Regions from separate parts of the Zea mays genome. Here region 2 is linked to region 1. Evidence: chromatin contacts called from public Hi-C data. All regions are on one chromosome and are shown on one strand. Each heading gives the region's core, a stretch centred on a gene start, on an enhancer-like site or on the middle of the called end of the contact. The rest is flanking DNA. Distances are from core to core; before and after follow the strand shown.

Region 1 (7,912 bases), core at 3,926-6,425:
GTCCCCATGTAGTTAAAATGGGGTTTTACCTAAAGGTTTTTAACAAGGCAACCGTTGTAAATAACTCTTTTTAAAGCATGGTGATCTATTTTTTATGTTTGGATGTATGGCTAATGGTTGTATGGCTATTTCAATCTGTTGCAGTGCTGCTGTGTACTTTATGTATGTATGACCTAGTATGATGGCTCATAAAACTTGTGCTTTTATGCTTCAATGCTTTGTAACTTGTATGATTGTATACTTGTATTGTATCATGTATGGTTGTAACTTGTTGTAAGTTGTAACATGTTCCTATATTTGTATTGCTGGTTACTTGCTGAATCTGAATGGTTGTTGTAATGCTGAACTAAATGGTTGTTGTAATAATGAATGGTATGTCGTTTGCTCTGCACTGTGCCACTGTTGTTTATGAAGCGGGTTCCGGGCCACCACGGCCTAGAAGCCCAGCCAAGACGGCCCGGTTATAGACATTAGTGTCGTGCTTGGGCTGGCGTGCAAGCCCACGTGTTGGTACGATGTTTAATCGTGTCGTGCCTCAGCCTGATTAATTTGGTCTAGCCGTAACATGTTTGGGCCGTGTTGGCCCAACGCTGTCTATTGACTTTAATCTATATCGGCTTTTACTAATTTCTATGGTGTTTTTGTCTCTATAAATTACAGCTATAGCAGTCAAAATAGTTGGCTTTAATCTGAAACTAACAGAGCGGTATATACTTATCCAGCCACACCAGAAAGCATAATCATTGGAGTCGCGCGCATGCATGATGTGGGGGTTTCCATGCACGGTGGAGAGGGTGGTGGAATTGAGTGCAGCAGCAGTGGTGGCCAAAAAGGGCAGCCATCATTAGCGTCTGCGTATGGCAAGAGAACATTATTAAGGACGCACTTAGATGGCGTAAAACCCAGAAGAGAGCAGGCTGGTTCGCAAAGCAGAAAAAAGAACCCCCCTGAATTCGAGTAGTAAGAAAGAAGTAGGTGGACTATAATAGATGTCATGTCAAATTTGATGACGTGGAATAAAGATAAATAGAGAGGAGAGAAACAAACTATCACTAATAGCCACCTAAGAGTGGATTACTCATATATTTTCAAGACAGCTTGTGAGAGAATTAAGGGTGGCTCTAACATTAGGGCCTGTTCGTTTCGCATGGAATGAAGGGGTGGAATAAATCTGGCTTGGATTTCTTCAATAATTATTATAAGTTTTAGAGATTTAGAATTAATCCTGGTCTGTTCCGGCAGAAACGAACGGGCCTTTAAGGTTTTGGAACCTTTAAAACTAATAGTTAGCTATTAAAAATTAGTTATTAGATTCCACACACCATCGGTTAATACTATAGCTAATTGTCAGCTACCTCACACCTAACAACTATTTCATTAGCTAACTCAACCTAGCTAATAATTTATTAGCTGACTAATTATTAGTTCTAAGGGTTCTAAATAGGATCTAAATGTATAGCTTGTATTATAAAAGAATCGAACTTTTAGTTGGCACGTGACGTGACATGGCAAATATCATAAAACCCACTCCATTATTAACCATGCACTAAAGCAGAGCCACCTGCACCCACGTCCTCCCGGGCGGCTCCAGTGCTTTCGCCGAGAGGAAAGCGCGCGGTTGCGAGCATAATGATGGATTGGAACACGCTTTAATCTTCCAAACAGTGCGTGCGAGGACACTTCCAGGATTGCGGCCGCAATCATGCTGCCATGCAATACACATCATCAACGAGTGCAGTGGATGGACAGCAGCTTTGACACTTTGTTCAGACTGCAAGGCACGTAGTTGTATCGAAATCGAGAGCGCTTGGCGTGAGCAAACACTAGGCCGAAAAAGAAGGGGGGGCAATGACAGCTGCAGCCATTTGCTATCATCCCCCGTGCGAAACACAGACGCATTGACAGGGACTTTCAGTATCTCTCGAGCAGTGGCATGGTTAGTAAGGGGCAGGTGTAATGTAACAGAGCAGTATTGCAATAATCTTCAGCAACTGGAGGAATCAGCGAGATAGAAGCGGGAAAAAGGGAAGAAAGAAGGATGAAAAAGATATATGCAGAGCAAGGCATGGCATAGTGAGCTCGACGATGGTAAAACAACCACGAGCTCACTCACAGTCACAGCCTGCCTGCCTGCCGACGCTGTCACTACACAAATCTCACCACCATCCGACACGCTGCAAGGTGCAACCGATCACACTCCTCCAGATCTTCAGTCCCCCTCCTCTTCCACCTTCGGCTCGATGTCCTTGAGAAGGCCGACGATCTGCTGCATGGCGGGCCTCTTGGACGGCAGCTCCGCGGTGCACAGGTAGGCGATCCTGAGCGCCTCCTCCATCTGCCGCTCCGGTCCCGTGTCGCGGATCTTGGGGTCGATGATGCTCGGCGCGAGGCTCGCCTTCACCATCGCCCTGGCCCAGCTCACCAGGCTCGCCTCCTTCTGCACCCCAGGGTACTCGTCGCCCAGCGGTTTCTTGCCCGTGACCAGCTCGAACAGCACGACGCCGAAGCTGTAGACGTCGGACTTGGCGGTCGCCGCGGCGTTCTCCGAGCCGGAGAACTCCGGCGGCGCGTAGCCCGGGGAATGGTGTAGCAGATCGGCCCTGGTTCCTGCCACCATAGACAGCCCGAAATCGGACAGCCTAGGCTCCATTGCGCAGTCGAAGTAGATGCTGCTTGCCTTCACGTCCCGGTGGACAATCTGCGGGATACAGCCATGGTGGAGGAATGCCAGCGCCCTTGCGGCACCTAGGGCGATTTTGTGCCGGAACATCCATGTCGCAGTACCTTCCGGCGTGACGATTTCAGTTGTTGCAACACCACCGGTGTTGTCCTCCCATGTGTCGCCACTCCAGTCTTCGGTTGCCTGAACTCCAAGCGGCAAGTCGTGCAGTAGGTTGTGCAGATTGCCGCTTTCCATGTACTCGTAGATGGCAATCCTCTGAACCCCTGCCACACAGTAACCAGTCAAGGGAACTAAGTTTGGATGTTTGATCCGTCCCAGCCGCTCGAGCTCCCTTGCAGCATCTTGGTCTCCGATTGCTGATCCATGGACCAACACCTTCACAGCAACTTGAATTCCACCAGGAAGGAATCCCCTGTACACTGGCCCAAACCTGCCTTCTGCCAACAAGGTGCCCCTGTCGAAGTTTGATGTCGCCGCCAAGAGGTCAGCAAATGTGAGGCTCAGCAAGGGCTTCTCAAAGATGACAACCGGCACCGAAGTTGCAACCTTCACATCAGCAACCCATGTAGTTGAATCGGTCTGGAAAGAAAATGGCCCTGATACAGCAGGCTCATCGAACGACGACACCTGCTTAACCACAGGCAGCTCATCACACCTCTTCCTCCCCCTTCGACATGCCGCTGCCAAGCAAAGCAACCCAAGAACAGAGAAGAACAAGGAGAGCACAACAGCCAGAACCAACTTCATTCCCTTATGTTTCCCTCTACTTTTCACGATACTGTCTGGATTCACAGCAATTGGGCAGTCATTCCTGGACTGAGCAAATGCAGTGGCAAACGCCTCCGCAGAGAGCTCAGATGCGCAAACAGTCAGGTTGTTGTATGAGAAGTTGAACCGATCCATGGATGTCAGCTTCTTCACCAATGCCACAGGTATCTCACCTGTGAGATTGTTCACCGACAGGTCCAGCAAGTGTAGGCCAAGAGAACTCATGTCTGGGACTACCCCACTGATATTGTTCCGTGACAAATCGAGAACCTTCAATCCAACCAATCGGGAAGAGAAATCAGCAGGAATTTGCCCATGCAGCCCAGTGCTTGAAAGGTTAACATACTCTAGCCCAGATATCCCACCCATGGACACCAGCAAATTAGCATTGGACAACTGGTTGTGTGCAAGATTCACATGCCTCAGGTTCTGGAACCGGCCGGCAATGGTGAATTCTCCTGTAAGCTCGTTTCCTGACAAGTCGAGGTACACCAACGCCGAGCCGGCATACCCACTGCTGAAATTCAGCCCAGAGAAGCCGTTGTTGCTGAGGTCTATCACCCTCAACTGCTCCTGGAACGCCCCGATGATGGAGCCGCGGAGCCTGTTGCCCGACAGATTGAGACGGGCTAGAGAGCGGAGTGGCGACAGGTCCGGCAAGCCCCCGTCGAGTGCATTGCCGGAGAGATCCATAGCCACGACGCTCACACAGCCGAAGACGATGGCGTTGGGGACCTGTCCCTGGAACTGGTTGTGGCTGGCGTTGAGCACCTGCAGGCCGACGATGGAGCCGAGCGCTTGCGGCAGCGCGCCGGTGAAGGCGTTGTGGGAGATGTCGAGCACCTTGAGGCGCGCGAAGTCGCCGATGTTGTTGGGGAGCGCACCGCGGATGGCGTTGCCGGAGAGGTTGAGCGCGCCTAACGACGCGCCGAGCTCCCACAGGTCGTTGGGCAGCGCGGTCAGGCGGTTGCCGCTGAGGTCGAGGACCTGCAGACGCGCGAGCTTGCCGATGGTGTCCTCCGGGATGGCGCCGGCCAGGTCCATCCCGGCGGCCACGAACGCCACGACCCGCCCCGCGCCGTCGCAAGACACGCCGGACCAGGAGCACACCCCGTTGGCGCCGGACGAGGACGGCGCGGCGCGGCCCAGCTTGGAGAAAAACCCAGAGACGAAGTAGGCGTCGGTGTTGGGCTCCTGCGCCGCCGCAGCAGCAGCGCAGGCGACCACGGCCACGGCCAAGAATAGGAGCGCGGCGCTGCGGCGCCGGCCGCCATGGCAGCAGACCATGGCCGGAAGGCGAAGGGGGAGGTCAAAGGGGAGATCTTGACGCTATTGCGGGACTGCGGCCCAGTCGTTTGGTACTTGGGTTGCTGGTGGCGGTGGTGTCATGGGGGACAGCTCGGAGGTGGGCAAGTGGCTGGCTGACCTCCTCAGTCTCTTCTCAACCTTGTTGGCTTCTGTGTGATGCGGCGTGCGTTTGGCACCGGCAGGTCCTGCTTGGTGTGAAAAGGGAAGCAGGAGCGAAGAAGCTTTGGATAGTGGAAAGTGACGAAGGGGAGGCCGGGGGAAAGGGGGCGAGGAGGCTAGCTGAGGAAGGAGGCCATAAATTTGGGAGAGGTGGAGGGAGTAAATGGAGGAGTAAATTCTGGCGACTCCGGATTCAGCTCAGCCTCAGCTGCCGCCCAGCACACCGTACGGAGTAGGAGATTCAGGATTTCCATTTTTTATACCGGGAAAGTTTTTGTTTTTGGTTGGATCATGGAAATACTGAAGTGCAGTACTAGCATGCGCGAGGGTGGTGATGCCGTGATGGTTTCGGAAACATGTTCGATCAAGATACAGTACCAGATTTTCAAGAGGAAACATGGCATTTAGAAATTACAATGATATTTCTTTCTCCACTTATAATTATAGGACGTTTCGACTTTTTAAAATATATTGTTTTATTATATATTTAGTTATATTATTTTTGTTTCATCAAAATAAAAGTTATATTACTTTTATTATACATTTGATATACGTTATCTTCAATTATAAAAATTAAAACATCGTATAATTTGAAATGGGGTTGTTGAGCTAGTGTCTAGCAGACGGTCTGGTCTAGAGAGCGAACGGTCTACGGTCCTGACTATTCATTGTAGCGGCACAGACCGTTCGCGCGTATATAGAATCAGTTAGGATTTCGGATTTCTTACAAGATTTTGGTAGCTAAATCTGTGGGATTAACTCGATAACCGACATGTAACGGATCCAGACCTCTACCCTTTATATAGATGAAAAGATACAGACGATTGAAGCTCCCACAATCCATTCAATCGACTCTACTTTTTGTTTTTACCTTTTGCATTAAGAGTAGCCCTAATTTAGTCTTCTCTACCTCGAATCTTCACCTCTCTTCAGCTCTACGTCGACTAGAGGCATCTTGGATGGCCCGCCAACGCCAAAGACACACCCTAGGATCTCTCGGGGTTCCTTCCGGGAGGCGAAATCTAGGTTTGTTGCAAAGAAGACGACTCTCTGCGCCATCATAGACCATCCGAGCCTCAGGCTCGGACTGTCCGGACATACGCAGACAAGGAGCCGCTCTTGTGCCTAGGTCGCGGACCGTCTGACCCTGTGTCGCGGACCATCCACGCTTCCACAGAGAGCACTGCTAGATGATTTGTTCCAGTGTTTGGCACCTAGATCGGTGCCAACAAGGATACTTTTATTTTCATGTTGTAAACCCACTAACAGGCTTGTGGGGGATAGATATCCCCCGGGTCCACTAAAAGAGTAAAAGACCTCACGAAAGGCCCAAAGGCCCAATAAATCGTAAGGTCATTCTTTTGTGGGCCTGGGGAGAGACAACCAGCAAAGCAGAGCGACATGAAGCCGGATTGGTGCAAACCCGGACGGCCCACAACGTCGAGCGAGTGATCGCAACAGAGATCCGACTTTCCCGCGCTGGAGCCCCCATGCAACGGAGCCATGCGAGGATAAGTCGGCAGAATTACATGGAGATAAACTCAAGCAGTTCACTATCTTTTAGCTACTCGTTGTTATCATATCCACATGTATTACCCCACGGTCGAGTATATAAGGCCTAGGGGGCACCCCTTCAGAACGATCGACACTATTACTTAGCCGCCCACATCAACTCTCTGTATTCCTAATCCAGAGAGCTCTTTTGTAACCTTATCCACCAAGCATACTCAACAGGACGTAGGGTGTTACGCATCTCTAAGCGGCCCGAACCTGTAAACCTTGTCCACTGTCCCTCGTGCAATCGGCACGAACCATTTTGCTACAGTTGTCGACACCGTCCTACTCCTAAAAACACCTTGAGGGGCAACCCCGGGTGTGCGGTCGGACCCAAAACACCGACAGCTGGCGCGCCAGGTAGGGGGTGTGTCGACGATCCAAGCTAGCTCAATGGTCGTCACCTTCTACAGCAAGATCACCCTGCGTCCCGGATCCGTATTCTGTTTCGGAACAATCTCATCCGTAGCGGATGAAGAGGGAACTCTACACCGCATCGCGGACCCGCCGGAAAAGAAGTCTCCTCCAACGAACTCCGAAAATGCCGGAGAAACGCAACCTCCAGCTCTCCGGAAAAAGATCGTCTCCGGAAAGTCGGGGGCCGAGGGCTCGCTGACCCGGAGAACTCCACTGTCTACTTCCCCGACAAAAGAATGGACACAGATCGCGAGGAGGAAGGAGACCAAGCAGAAGCAAGTTGTTCTTTCCGTTCCTCCGCCCTCAAAGGAGAACGGAAAGAAGGTCGCCACGACAGCAGCACCATTCTACCCCGACGTCCTCTTCATCGGAAGAGTGGAGTCGCCTACCGTCTCCGACGACGAGCCGACTGCACCCGGAGAAGAACCACCTCAACGAGAATCCCGCCGACGGAGGAACCGGCGCAGGAACATTCGACGACATCACGCGGCCGGAGAACGGGATCCGAAGCAGCCTGTCTCGCGAGACGAGGTCTCGGAGATAGGAGAAACTCCAGAAGAACGCGTCTTCAGAGAACGAAGGAACTCCCGACGACGTGATCGCCGCCGGGCTCAGGAGCAAGTCGAGCAAGATGCAAGGCAACGCCGGGAGAACCCATTCTTCGGGCGCAACCTGAATCCCGACTTCGCCCGAGCTATGAACACGTCGAGCAAAGTCGGAGGGGTACTAGCTCGGATAGCTGATGGACTCCCTCGGACTCCCGACGCTGAGGGCTACCGACGACTGTTCACCCAGGCGGCCAACCATCTTATACCGCTTGCTCACCCGCCGAACGATCTACGACACGCCATCAACAGCCGCCGAGACGCGCGAAGCTCCATCAATGCTTCGCGCGAACGGCAGCATGAGAACGAGATCCGCCGCCGGGAGGAGTACGACAGGGATCATGGCATCCCAGCTCAGAGCCAGGCCACCAGAACTGAGTCGGCAACGGCCTCAACTGGCGGTACCACCCGGGGGCGG
Region 2 (7,912 bases), core at 3,782-6,281, 190 kb before region 1:
GGAGCGACAACTGACGGATCTAGTGGCAGTGGACCTTAAGTGCTAAATACAAATATGGTAATTGGTGATGTGATGATTCCAAAGTTATTGCCCTTATATCCCCCAATGTGCTTATGACATGACACTCTTGAATCCTCCATACCGTATTATTTGTTGGTTCACTTAAGCGGAGAATTTCAACTACCTACTTTGCCTTATTGAGTTGCTTGTGTACAATCATCACATCCATGTGATCTACCATTAGCATAGTTGGATCTCCGAGCAATGCAGCATATTATATATTCAAGCATTTGATATTATACCATTATGATTCCATAACTATTATGTAGAACATGATAGTTACTACCAATGATAATATTTTTTGCAAAGAAAAAAACATAGTAGCTAATTGTAAAGGTGGACTTAGTTCATGTTGTTATGACCATTTGCCAAGAAAAAAGATCATACTACCAATGAAGGCATAAGTGATTAGTGGAGGACTTCACGCTCTCACCATTTGTTTTGGTCAACTTGCTCGCTGAAGTGTTCTCACAGATCTTCTGTAACAGGAAATCTATCGCCTGAAAAACAACTTCGGCTGGGCAGTTTCCATCAATCTATATTCTTGCACAATATAGCAACATAGAATTACTTTCAATCTATACTTTGGGTTGCTCTGGTGATGACTAGGAATACACAAGAACCTTATTAAGCAAATCAGAGTATGTAGGAAGAATAGCTTCAGAATTTTGCTTGTACGTATCAAGACGTGATTTAACCTGCAAAATAAAGAAGAAACTAATAGTTTAGGAAAGACATGCCAGCATTAAGGTAATATTACTACATCATAAAAAATGAGGCCTTTGTAACCACGTAAGTAGTTAAGTACAGCAAGCCAATTGGCATGGCTCGGTCCTGTTGCAAAAATATTGATTCTACAAGGAACCCTATCTTCTTATATAGTTCAAAACTGTCCTTCACAAATGCCAACAGCATTTTACGAAATACGAAGAAATCCTAGCAATTCAGATTCTCAAAGTAGTACTAGAGATGTACAAAAATCTCACAACCCGGTAGCATTGTCCAAGCAAAGCACGCCTCGATAGTGACTGTGCCTGAGCCAGCCCAGGCCAACAACCAGGGTTGTGCTTAGACCACTCCCAAGGTACACCAGGCGGCACGGCACGGCACAGCACAGCCCATTTTCTCGTCAAGCCCAACAAAGGCCTGTGTGTGTGTATTCCCATCCCCGTCGCCTCTGCCCTTGTAGCCCCGCTGAGCCTCTTGAGTCTCGCCCCCGTTCCTCATAGCCACACCACTGCCTCCTAGGCTCCTCTCCGCCCAACCTTCCCAGCACCCGCCCCCACCCCACCAAGAGCTCCTCCCGCCAAGTCGTCCTCACCCGGCTGGACATCGGTCCCGTTTGTTTCAGCTTTTTTCAGTTTCTGGCCAACAGAAGCTGAAAATCACTTTAGTCAAAACCGTCCAAAATCAACGTGAATCAGTCGAGTCGTTGCGATAATAGGAAACCGTCACTTTCTATATCCTAAACCTTATGGACTCCTTTATCTTTCTCCGCATGTAATCTCAATGATACTTAGATTCTCTCCGCAGCCAGATTCATCCCACTGCCAGATTCTCAGAAAAGCTTCTCAGAAAAAAGCTGAACCAAACAAGACAATCACCTCCTCCCCCCTCAACGTCCCACGCAGCTGCCTACTGCTGCCTACTCTAGGTCCTGGCTTGCAGGGCGTGCTATGCCCATGCATGCTAGGCCATCTTGGTACGGAAAAAAGGCCCGGTGTGTTGTGTCTGGCCCAGCAGGATTGAGCCGTGGTTTTTTGGACTTGTGTCATGCTGGACTGAGGATTGTTCCTACCATTCTGTAAGCCTAATAAAAATTGTTTGGTATATAATTGTGTTGCTTAACCTAGAAGGGTGATAGGTGCTCACTTCTGGCTCTGCTAGCTCCAAAAACCAGAAACTGTTTCTTAGGATCTTTGATCTTCGGATGACATCAAAGAGCAAACAAAACCAAAGGTTACTGAATGGACATCAACAGAACCTTCTCAAATGTGTCATCAGAACGTGTAATAAGTCGGGCAGAAATCTCCTCATTCTCCGGGGGGTAGTTTTTTAAATGGTAAATCTTGCCAGTCACAGGATCCAGCCGTCTTCCAACACATCTGTCGATTAGAACATCATCAGGAACCTGAATTCAACAAAAGAAAATTTTGAAATGGAAGGGGATAAAGGCATCTGTGGCTACACTGCCTCAAAAGAAAGTTATTTGTATTACTGTGTAACACAATGCCAGGTAAGAGCAGGAGAACAAAAAAGCATTGTACTATATTCTCGCTCAATTAAAAATATAGTATTTCCACAAAAATTGCATAATATATCACAGATGCATACATGACACTACTCTACTGGTGTTTGCTGTATTACACACAGCCATGCAATCATGCACATTGGTTCAACAGAAGTTATCTAAGTACAAAAATAATTGATGAAAAAAATATGGCCTGAAAAAGAACTGAATATATATAAGATCCCACTTTAAGTCACTGACTTATTTTGCAGCTAATGTACATATTCACCGCACAAAATCATGGACTATTAAAGATTTATAATACTTATTTGAAAAAAAAACTGAATCGGCGACATTTAAGCTCATATAAAAAATTAAAAGAAAAGGTTCGAAGATCCTTTATTTTGTGGACATCCTGATCTGTTAGAATTGCACAAACAAATTGTAGTATTCAAAAAGAATTACAGCCATTCCTAAAAACAAAAGGCATGGCTAACACTTTTGCAGTATAATCGAACACACCGGCATATCACCGTCAAACTAAATATTAGAAGCACATGTTAGTGTATATACTATATAGTACTTATCATAAATAGTTAGTTTTTGACTTACTTCTAGCACAATGAATATATTCGGTCTTATTTTCAAATTTTCAAGGTGTTGTGCTTGACTGAAGCTCCTTGGGTAACCATCAAGAAGCCACCCTCTTTCTTGTATATCCGGTTGTGACAGTCGTGATACCACCATCTACTTGAAATAGCAGGCAATCAGATAGTTCCAAGAAATTTACAAGCTAAATAGAGCGTATATATGACAAATAAACCACATACATCTGTCACAACTTGGTCCGGCACAAGCTTTCCATTGTCCATGTATTCTTTTGCTTTCTTGCCAATTTCTGTGCCAGAAGATACTTCAGCTCGCAGAAGATCACCAGTTGATATGTGAACTAAACCATACTAAATCAAAGGAAAAACAAAATAAATTGACATTAGAAGACTCTCAAACAACATAAATTTTGCTACAGCCACTCTTCTCCTAATAGTCGTTTACCCTGTTGAGGCCTGTTTAAACAAACACAAACCATTTAGTCTGAATAAATGGTTCAACAATAGATGGCTGACTATTTATGGTTCATTGTTTAAGGGAACACAGGATCTAGACCAAAACTAGAGTTTAAAACAGGGGAAACATATAAGTCCTAAAGGATAGTACATTGGTGGTGCCTAATAGGCGGGTCTTATGCAGTGCCGTGTAACCTTGAGATGACTTAACATAAAATGTGTACAATGGTAAATGGTTATAGAGCTAATAATTCCTTAATTTGTTCATAGACCAAAGGAATGTTGTGAGTTGCATGGCAACAAACAATAGTGATGCAAAGGTTGTCTCGTAGTCATAAATTTTAGCTTATGAGATAGTTGTTTCGTGAAACAGTTACCTATTTCTCTCATCTCCCTCTCTTTCCTCCAAATCATCAAAATCCCACATGAGACTGCATGAGATGACATTAAGACCGCTAATGTGCAACAATGTCCTTACATTCGAGAATATGAGTAAACTTGAAGTATTTAAACTCAACCTGTGGGGGTAAGAAGGCTCATCAAACCCAACATTAATCCCATATGAGAACGACCGCGACCCGGGGCGAACCTTAGACGAGTTTTTTAGCCCCGGACTGAAAATTCACTCCTATAGAGAGTTGAACTTTGTGCCTAAGAAGTGTCACTGACCAGCTCAGTTAGACCGTCTGCAGCAGTCTACCCATAGTTTACCCAAAAATATTGTTTTGCACTGTTCTGCACTGCATATTGCACTGTTCGCAGAGGGGAGTTTGAATATGGGTAAGCTGCTGAAGATAGTCTTAGAGACCCTTTTCCAACTTCAAATATTTAATTTGTCTAACGGACAATCTTTATCATATGAATGCAAAAAGGTTGACATTATTATGCCAATTAGAGAGTAGAAGCATGTTTATGTTAAATGACCATATGGATATTTTCAGAGGGTCTATTTCGATAATCCCAACTATTCCTTACTATCATGTAATAATGCGTAGACTCAGATATCTGCATACTGGCACGACATAAAATCCAATCACAATTTAGCATTAACATGTTTACATCGTAAAGTATGGTTCACGTAAAACCTAGATTCTGGAAGAACCGGATCCAGCATAAACAGAATGAGCATTCCGATCAACTGGCAATGAAGAAAATGTGGGCACGAATAAAAAAGGAAAACAATATGGTCTAACATTTCACCTTCTCGACGATCATGCGGCATTGCGTTCCTTTTCCCGAGGCGGGAGCTCCCGAAATCATCACCTTGAGCGAAGTCTTACCCCGCGCCGGCGGTGGTGCCTCCTCCGCGGCCTGGCACCTTAGTCCCAGACCCTAACAAAATCCACAAGCATACACAAAGCGAGGCCACCAATCAGTCAGATAAAAGACGGTCAAATGCGGCGCACGACCAGAAAATGGGATCAATGCAACACCAAACTGAAACGTAGTTACGAACTCTGGGCTTGTGTTTGAGGACAGCGAATGCGGAGACGGTGGAGATAGCCGGTGAGGAGGAAGCCGAAAGAGGCGGGTAGCAGGAAGGCGACGGTAAGCGGCAGAGGGTCGAGAAGCAGGGGCCGCGGTGAGTGCCGGGCGCGGCGAGAGGGGGCGAGGCCATGGCCGGGGAGGAGACCGACATTTTCTCGGTGACGGAGAGGAGGAGCGATGGACCTCGCGTGCGTTGTGTGGACGGAAAACACACACACGGCCACACGGGAGGATTTGAAGATCGGCGTCCCGTCACGTGTGTGGACTAGACAACAGAGTGATCCACTGACGGACCCTTCACATTTCCTACATTTTTTTCCTCTCCTATTAATGTTTTGCATGTTTAGGACCGGTTGTACACCTCATCAGTAAAAATATCTCTTTCATCGGTCAGTGGATTTCTAGCTATTTTTTATAAACTGTTCGGTACGCAGAATCCATCCGGACTAAATGCATGTTTAGTCCTTTAGCACTAGACTATTGCTAAATTATCATGTTTGGTTCCGATGACTAAATCGAACTAAAAAGTATTAATTTTTGTAAATAATAACTGTATTGTCTTATTAATTAGTGGATGTTTACTATAAAAAAAGTGGATAGGGTAAATAAAGTAAAAATTATACTTTATTACCTTTTAGTCACTCCATTTGTGACTAAAGATTTAAAGTTCAGTCACCCCATTTTAGTCGTCATGTTTGCTTCTTTAGAGACTAAAAGTGACTAAACTTTAGTCACTAAACTTTAAGGGGTGTTTGGTTTCTAGGAACTAATTTTTAGTTCCTTCATTTTATTTTAGGCCCCGTTTGATTTGAAAGACTAAAGATTAGTCCTTCAATTTTAGTCTTATTTAGTTCATAAATTGCCAAACGGTGGGACTAAAACAGAGACTAAACTGTTTTAGTCTCTGGTCCCTCAAGGGGTGAGTAAAAGGGACTAAACCATATAAATTTCACTTTTTGCCCTCTTTTTTATTTCAGTTGCACTAATAGCAGGAGAATGTTAAGAAGAGGGTGTTTGGTTAGAGAGACTAAAGATTAGTTTATAGTTTTTAGTCCCATTTAGTCCCTTTTTTGCCAAACACTAGGACTAAAATGATTTAGTCTTTAGTCCTTCGAATATGTGCTAAAAGCTACTAAAAGCCTACAATTACCTGATGTCCTTACCTTCCATCTGTAGTATTCGGTTGTGAGAGCATGTTTGTATGGACAGCTAATATTGTGAGTGTATTCCAAGAGCATTTGAGTCTTTGGACATTGTATTTAATGACTTTAGAATATGTTTAGTCCCTAGAACCAAACAAGTAGAGACTAAAGTTTAGTTCTAGGACTAAAATTTAGTCCTATGACTAATTGAAACCAAATATAGCCGAAGTATTTTAGTCTCATTTAATGTATTTTCAATAGTTTTAGTCCCTAGAATCAAATAGGGTAGGGACTAAACTTTAGTCTCCTGACTATACTTTAGTCCGTGGACTAAAGAAACCAAACAGTGCCTTATTTTAGTCCCTAAATTGTCAAATACGGACACTAAAATAGAATAAAATAGAGTTTTAGTTTCCGTATTTGGTAATTTAGAGACTAAAATAAAATAAAATACAGGGACTAATTAGTCACCCAAACCAAACGGGACCTAAGTATGCCGCTATTTTTAGCTTCATCTCACTTCAACATTTTTTTTCTTTGTGAAAACATGATTTAGTAGATGTTTGATTTCTATGGACTAATTTTTATTCGCTTTATTTTATTCTATTTTAGTATCTAAATTGCTAAATATGGAAACTAAAAATAGAGTTTTAGTTTATAGTTTATAGACTAAACTGGAATAAAATAAAAGGATTAAAGGGGTGTTTGGTTAGAGGGACTAAAGATTAGTCTCTAGTTTTTAGTCTCATTTAGTCCCTTTTTTGCCAAACACTAGGACTAAAATATAGACTAAAATGATTTAGTCTCTAGTCTTTCACTTAGGTGCTAAAAGAGACTAAAGGCCCATAATTATTTTGTTGCCCAAACCTATTCCTAGTCTCTCTCGCACAGTTGCACGCAGTCTTCTAGTGTTCCAAGGGCATTTGAGTCTTTAGACAACTACTATTATGACTTTAGAATCTGTTTAGTTCATACAACCAAACAGGTAGAGACTAAAGTTTAGTCCTATGACTAATTGAAACTAAACAGACCAAACATCGTCATAGGCCTTGTTCGGTTAATCTCGTTAGTCATAGATTGGATGAGATTAAAAAAATTAAAAAGAAGTTTGACTTTTGGAATTTAAACTCATTCAATCCACATGGATAATGTATTAAGAGCTAACCCTTAAAGAGTTCACTTGATGAAGCTATTTTGTTTTATTCTAACCAGGGAAAATGTACGTGCGGCACGCACGTGATAAAGCTATTTTGTTTTATTCTAACCAGGGAAAATGTACGTGCGGCGCGCACGTGATAAATAAATAGTAAGATATTTATATATCTAGATATATAAATAGTAAGATATTTATTTACCATAGGCATCGAGATCTTTGGAAGTGTTTATAGACTTTAGTTGCGCTGCAAGACAATGGCATAATGCAATATCAAATTATATCTACACAAAGCGTGATGCTCTTAGCTTTATTACGAAGCTCGCTGCCACGTATATCGTTTCTGCGTTCGTTTGGGGTCTTGGGGACGTGAGCTCGTATGGTAAAGCAATATGCGCTGCGTAACGTTTCTATGTCGTGCCGGGCCCCGCGCCGCGGTTTTATACCACCAATAGTTTCTGCGTTCCTGTCTTATTTTTTGGACCGTAATTAAGATCTATATCTAAGTATCTAACGGCTGTTATAGACCCAAAAAAACGTATCGAATAGTTTCGCGTCTCTGGCTTATTTTTTAGACAGTACGATTCCAATTAAGATCTATATCTAACGGCAGTTATAGATAAAAAAAACTGGATCTTTTATTTTATTCTAATTCGAATTAGCATAAAACGGTTCCAAACGACTCACGCAGCATGTGGAGAAGTCGTATAAAAAATAACCTTGTCGTCGTCCTTTTTAATAACGCTATGAAAAGATGTGGATGAATATAGTAGAC

Evidence for each region. Hi-C and Micro-C count contacts between places; a contact is called where the count stands out from the background.
Region 2: a Hi-C map of ear shows a contact between it and region 1, with 3 times the contacts expected there. The contact joins the promoter of LOC100382527 here to the promoter of LOC103653358 in region 1. A contact is called at or near these places in 3 of 25 Hi-C or Micro-C datasets (ear, leaf and tassel).

Annotation. Positions count from the first base shown.
Region 1 is chr4:69,450,361-69,458,272 of Zm-B73-REFERENCE-NAM-5.0, reverse strand. LOC103653358 (probable LRR receptor-like serine/threonine-protein kinase At2g24230) reads right to left here and starts at 5,175. Exons shown (of 1, transcript XM_008680285.4): 1 at 1,918-5,175. The coding sequence starts at 4,738. The coding sequence ends at 2,210.
Region 2 is chr4:69,643,011-69,650,922 of Zm-B73-REFERENCE-NAM-5.0, reverse strand. It overlaps LOC100382527, which reads right to left and starts at 5,031. Exons shown (of 20, transcript NM_001366793.1): 1 at 4,811-5,031; 2 at 4,555-4,686; 3 at 3,121-3,249; 4 at 2,903-3,037; 5 at 2,045-2,191; 6 at 684-758; 7 at 494-596. The coding sequence starts at 4,993.